2 separate regions of the Muntiacus reevesi genome follow, and region 2 is linked to region 1. Evidence: chromatin contacts called from public Hi-C data. All regions are on one chromosome and are shown on one strand. The core of a region is the stretch at or near the end of the contact, and the rest is flanking DNA. Distances in the headings are between cores, read along the strand shown. Region 1 holds the start of AGK (acylglycerol kinase). Region 2 holds the start of SSBP1 (single stranded DNA binding protein 1).

Region 1 (2,723 bases), core at 217-2,716:
GGAGGACAGAGAATTAGAAGTGCCCTCTGGTGGTCTGCCTGTGACCTGACTTCTCTGCCCTCTCTTACTCGCTAGGATCTATTCACTACATTGTGGATGCTTTGGAACTGTGGTGTTGGAGAAGACTCTTGAGAGTCCCTTGGGCTGCAAGGAGATCCAACCAGTCCATCCTAAAGGAAATCAGTCCTGAATATGCATTGGAAGGAGGACTGATGCTGAAGTTGAAACTCCAATACCTTGGCCACCCGATGCGAAGAACTGACTCATTTGTATCTGATGCTGGGAAAGATTGAAGGCAGGAGGAGAAGGGGATGACAGAGGATGAGATGATTGGATGGCATCACCAACTCAATGGACATGAGTTTGAGTAAACTCCGGGAGTTGGTGATGGACAGGGAGGTCTGGCGTGCTGCAGTCCATGGGGTCACAAAGAGTAGGACATGACTGAGTGACTGAACAGAACACTGTGGCCAGAGGTGTTTAAAATGCAAATCAGATCACGTCATTCCCTTGACCCTCCAGGTCTTCCCATTCCGTTGTCTATAACGTCGTCGGAGCTCCTTACTACCTTGGCCTGTCTTGCCCACCTTTCCGCCTTCACCCTGTCACCTACTCCTTAGTTCTTTCTGTTTCACCCACACTGGCCCCTGACTTGGTAAACTGCCTCAGACTTTACCGCTTTTGCCCTGATTGTTCCCTTCCTCAGGCTCTTTTCCTCTAGAAAAGAGGACCTTGCTTGACCTGCTCCTTCTCACCTTCAGGTCTCAGATTAATTGCCCCTTAACGGGAGAGGCCTAACTTAAAATAGTTTTCTCCACCCACTCTCGATCACCTGTTTTCATTTTCTTGTGTACATGTTTAGTGGCTAAATCGTGTCGGACTCTTCGCCACCCCATGGACTGCAGCCAGCCAGGCGCCTCTGCGCTCGACTGTCTCCCCGAGTTTGCTCAAATTCATGTTAATAATGAATGAGCGGTTTATATCACTGCCTAAAATTCTCTGATTGGGCGCCAGGCCCTAAAACAGTGCTTGCCTTTTAGGCTTCTCATAAAATATTGTTGAGCGACAGAGGGATAAGTGGTAAGGATGAATGGATGAATAAGTGAGTGAGGAGTGAAGTCGCTCAGTCGTGTCCGACTCTTTGGGACCCCATGGACTGTGGCCCGCCAGGCTCCTCGGTTCCACGGGATTCTCCAGGCAAGAATACTGGAGTGGGTTGCCATTTCCTTCTCCAGGAGATCTTCCCGACAGAGGGACTGAACCCAGGTCTCCCGCATTGTAGGCAGACGCTTTACCGTCTGAGCCGCAAGGATGGAGATCAAATAAATGTTTGATCAAAAGCCGAAGGCAGTCCCCTGGCGGCGGCGGCCCCTGCAGGCCGCGCCCTCCCTGCGCGTCAGGAACCCGCGGCGGAACCCGAGGGCGGCGGTAGCTGTTTCCCTTCAAAGAGCGGGGGACTCTTAAGGGAGCACACAGGAAAAGCTGGGCGGCGAGCGGGACCGGCCGTGGTGAGTGCGGCGGTGCTGGCGCTGGGAGCCGGGAGCGGGTTTCGGGGACCGTGCAAGCGCTGGCGCGCTGGACTCGGGGGTGTGGGGCGGAGCCCCGGGGGCCGGGCCTAGGTGGCCGCTGTCGGAACGCGGCTGCGGACGGAGGGTGTGGGAGCGAGGGCCGGACGGAGCGGCACTGGGAGAGCTCCGAGCATCGGATGGCGGGGTTCCTGTTGCCCCTGCGGGAGGCACGTGTCCTGGGCTCTGGCCCCAGAGCTGTCGCTAACTTGTGCGACCCTTTCCTTTTCTTGGGGACGGGGGTAAGGTGGGGGGTGGGGTGGGGAGAAGAGAGCGATTCAGCTAACTTATTTGCAAAATAGGGTTACTGGTCTCTGGTCGGTTGATTCATTCATTTCAGCTGCGTTACTAGGTTCTGTTTGTTAGAACCTGTTTTGTGAGGGTTCATCGTCTAAGGAAAGCCCCACCGTTTGTGAGGGGGGTCGAATACAATTGGAATTTGGGAGTTCTTAGGGGAAAAGCAAACATGCCTTTTGGATGAGCGGTGCAACCATTATTTCTCCAATGACTATTATATGCCAACTTTTATTTTTTTATAAAATAAAATAAATTTATTTTTATAAAATATATATATATATATTTACTGTGGTTGGGGAATAGGAATTCTGTTGGGTACTTAGAAAGCATATACATTGGTAACTCATATGTTGCATATTGTGATGATGACCTAAATAAGGAGATATTTACAAAGTGCTTCCACACCTGGTACAATGGTAACTTTACCACCAAATGAGTTGATCAGAGCAGGTGTATCCTCATTTTGGGGTCGCAAAGAATCGGACACAACTGAGAGACTGAACTGAACTGATCCGCATTTATTCATGAAAACATAAGAGACGGGTTAAATGACTTACCCAGGCTCTCACTGCCAATAAGTGACAAAAGTAGGACTTGAATCTAAGCCGCAGTCTTAGACCAGTGTCCTTTCCACTGCTCTAGGCTGCTTGCATGTTTCTGCACTAGTTTTATAATGCATAAACCCATTCATTTGTGACGCCAGGCAGTTCCAGTGAGTCATGGGTGGCCTTAAAACAGACTCTTAAAACTCTTAAATTGTTCTCTAATTTCTGTCCTTGCCCTGGGTATTTTATCTGCAATCCATCTTGACCTCCTTCACACTGAATCCCAAATCTATATCTTCTATCCAGTTTCTCCTGG
Region 2 (2,700 bases), core at 146-2,645, 190 kb after region 1:
GTTTTTTCACTTGACTCAATAGCTCAAGTAAAAGTAGGATTTTTAAATATGAAATCATCAGAGGGCAAGTTACAGTAGTAAACAGAGGCATGTAGGATGATTAATGTCTGAGCAAGGTCTGAAGGCAATTAACATGGTATGATTCCAGGACAAAACATGTTGAAGGTGGAAGTAAAACAGGTAAGCATCATGAAATATACCAACAAGGAAGTCATACTGTTAAGACTGGGTTAAGGTATGTGTTGGAAATCACATGAAATAGTTGATATTTTTTCCTCTTAGGGCAAAAATGGGCTATTGAAGAGTTTTAAGTAGGGTTCTGAGGAGATTTGCTGATTAGGATGATGTGGGTGTACGTTTTCTAGAAGTTGGACAGTGACAGGACCAGATGATGGAGAGGCCCGGGGAGGCGCCCCCCAGCCTGTATCCTACAATCTGTCAGCCTTCTTTCCCCTCTCTCACCAAGGCCAGGATTAGCGGGTGCAAGACAAAATTTAAGGGATGGCTAGGAAACCCAACACTCAAGACTAATATTTCATTTTAAAATTATTAAAATTAATGAAATCCACAATGAATTCTAAATGAAGTCAAGATCAGTAAACTTGAGTTAATTAAGAATGCCACTTCCTCGAGAAAAATTATCAGAGATGGAAATTCTTGCAATTGGAAATAAGGTAATCAAAGGCTTTTGAAAATATTATCGATTGTTTTACTTCCATTCAAGGTAGGAAGGTAAAATTATAATTGTTTTTGGTATTAAAAAATACTTATCTTAAAACAGTGTTGTGAGTTTTAATACACTGAATTTTTAAATATTCAATATTTCTTCAAGTATTTTAATGTTCTGGGAAAGAAATGTTCAAATACATAACAACTTGTACATAGGCACGCACGTTTTTCCTGGTGCCTTAGGAATCTACTTGGCTCATATACTGTATTTAATACAAATTATATGTTATTCATGGATTTGTTCCTTAATTCTGACTTAAAAATATTGCACTAATATTTATTTTGATACCCCCCCCCCCCTTTTTTTGGTGACCCTTAAATTGTGCACTTTCGGCTCTTTCCCCATTCCTTTTTCTGTTTTATTTTTATTTGTTGCTACTGTTTTTTTCTTCTTGCTTTGGGAGGCTTGAACCTTTCTAGTTTTTTCCAGAGGCGCAGCTACCCTTTTTTTCGCTCACCTTGCCGAGTCCTGGGCGGATCCCGGAAGCTCTTCAAATACAGTAATTTCATTTCATTAAAAAGTTAAAATCAGGTTAGCTTGCCGATAGGCAGTGTTAATATATTGCTCCCGTCCGGAAGGAGGCTCCCGGAACTACCGCGTTAAGGAGGCGTGTTTCCCGTAGCACCGGCCGGCTGCATTTTCACGATGCACGCAGAGGACTTTCCGGCTCTTCCTTCTCGCGAGCCTTGAGTCCCGGCAGCAGCCGGAAGCGATTCCCTGCCTGGAGGCTGTGCGGGCCAGAGCCTCAGGTGAGGGCGGGAGGAAGGGCGGAAGGCCAGAGTCTTGCGTTAGGTGTGCGTACGGCTGTTCGCGGCCCGGGAGGAGTTGCTTTGTCGGCGTGTAGACCTCCTCTTTTCGCGCGGAGGCCTCTGCTATCGTCGCACCTCCCAGGCTCTTTACGTTGTCGCTTGGGAGCGTCAGCTTTGAGCAAGGGCACCCGCACATTTAAGCGGTGAGAGGGAGAAGCCCAGGGATCGCCTTGTTCTTTGCAGACGGGATTGGAGGCAGTAATTTTTGCGGCAGCACGTTCCAGATTGCAGCCCCATGATAACATTTTAGTATTTGCTGAGCTCTTACTTTGTCTTAGGAGCTGTTTTAGAAGTATTGGGTGTAACCGTGAAGAAATAAGGCAGGAATCTCTGCCAGAAGGAAACTTGCGTTTTAATTGAATGTGAGAAAACAGTGGAATAGAAATTGGGGTAGAATCAGAATTTTTATGTGGGTTAAAAGAAGAGGAAGTTAAGGGGGACCAAAAAAACAGGTACGAGAGATTTTGGGGAGCGGGAGGAAATCCTTGTCTAATGTGCAGGGGCGTGATATGTTATGGTCGCAAGGTTGGTTGCATAAAAGCCCTGAATGCCTTTAGGAATTTTGGACTTAGTGAACTCGTGTTCTTGCTATAGGATATAATCTCTTTTTCTTCAGGAAAAGACTAAAGATTAGATTGGAAGAAAAGAGAGTAGAAGCCATGTTTCGAAGACCTGTAGTACAGGTAATCACTTCACGTTAATGTTGAGATGTGTTACTATAAACCATAGTGATCACATTTCTTTAGGGTTTTGCCTGCAGAGGCAGAAGTCCTTTGAGCCCACCTATCTTATGTGTACTTAGTTGGTATGAGGGTTGGAGCCAGATTTTGGTGGTAGGTGTAAGCTCAGTCGTGTCTGACTCTTTGCTACCCCATAGACTGTAGCCCACCCAGGCTCCTCTGTCCATGGGCTTCTCCAGGCAAAATACTGGAGTGGATGGCCATTTGCTGCTCCAGGGGATCTTCCCAACCCAGAGATCGAACCTGCATCTCTGGCATCTTCTGCATTGGGATGCAGATTCTTTACCACTTGAATAAATAATGTTCACTAAAGCAAAAAAAAAAAAAAAAAACAACAAACCACCACGTTTCTAGTTTATTCACATATGTGATGAGAGTAATTACTTTTTAAAACGTGTTACTTGCATGGAGATCAGTTAGA

The links. A called contact is a pair of places that touch in the nucleus more often than the background predicts.
Region 2: a Hi-C map of muscle shows a contact between it and region 1, with 10 times the contacts expected there. The contact joins the promoter of SSBP1 here to the promoter of AGK in region 1. A contact is called at or near these places in 2 of 3 Hi-C or Micro-C datasets (blood and muscle).

The regions. Positions count from the first base shown.
Region 1 is chr6:99,331,053-99,333,775 of mMunRee1.1, forward strand. It overlaps AGK (acylglycerol kinase), which reads left to right and starts at 1,467. Exons shown (of 17, transcript XM_065938703.1): 1 at 1,467-1,508.
Region 2 is chr6:99,518,022-99,520,721 of mMunRee1.1, forward strand. SSBP1 (single stranded DNA binding protein 1) reads left to right here and starts at 1,396. Exons shown (of 8, transcript XM_065939589.1): 1 at 1,396-1,479; 2 at 2,156-2,222. The coding sequence starts at 2,199.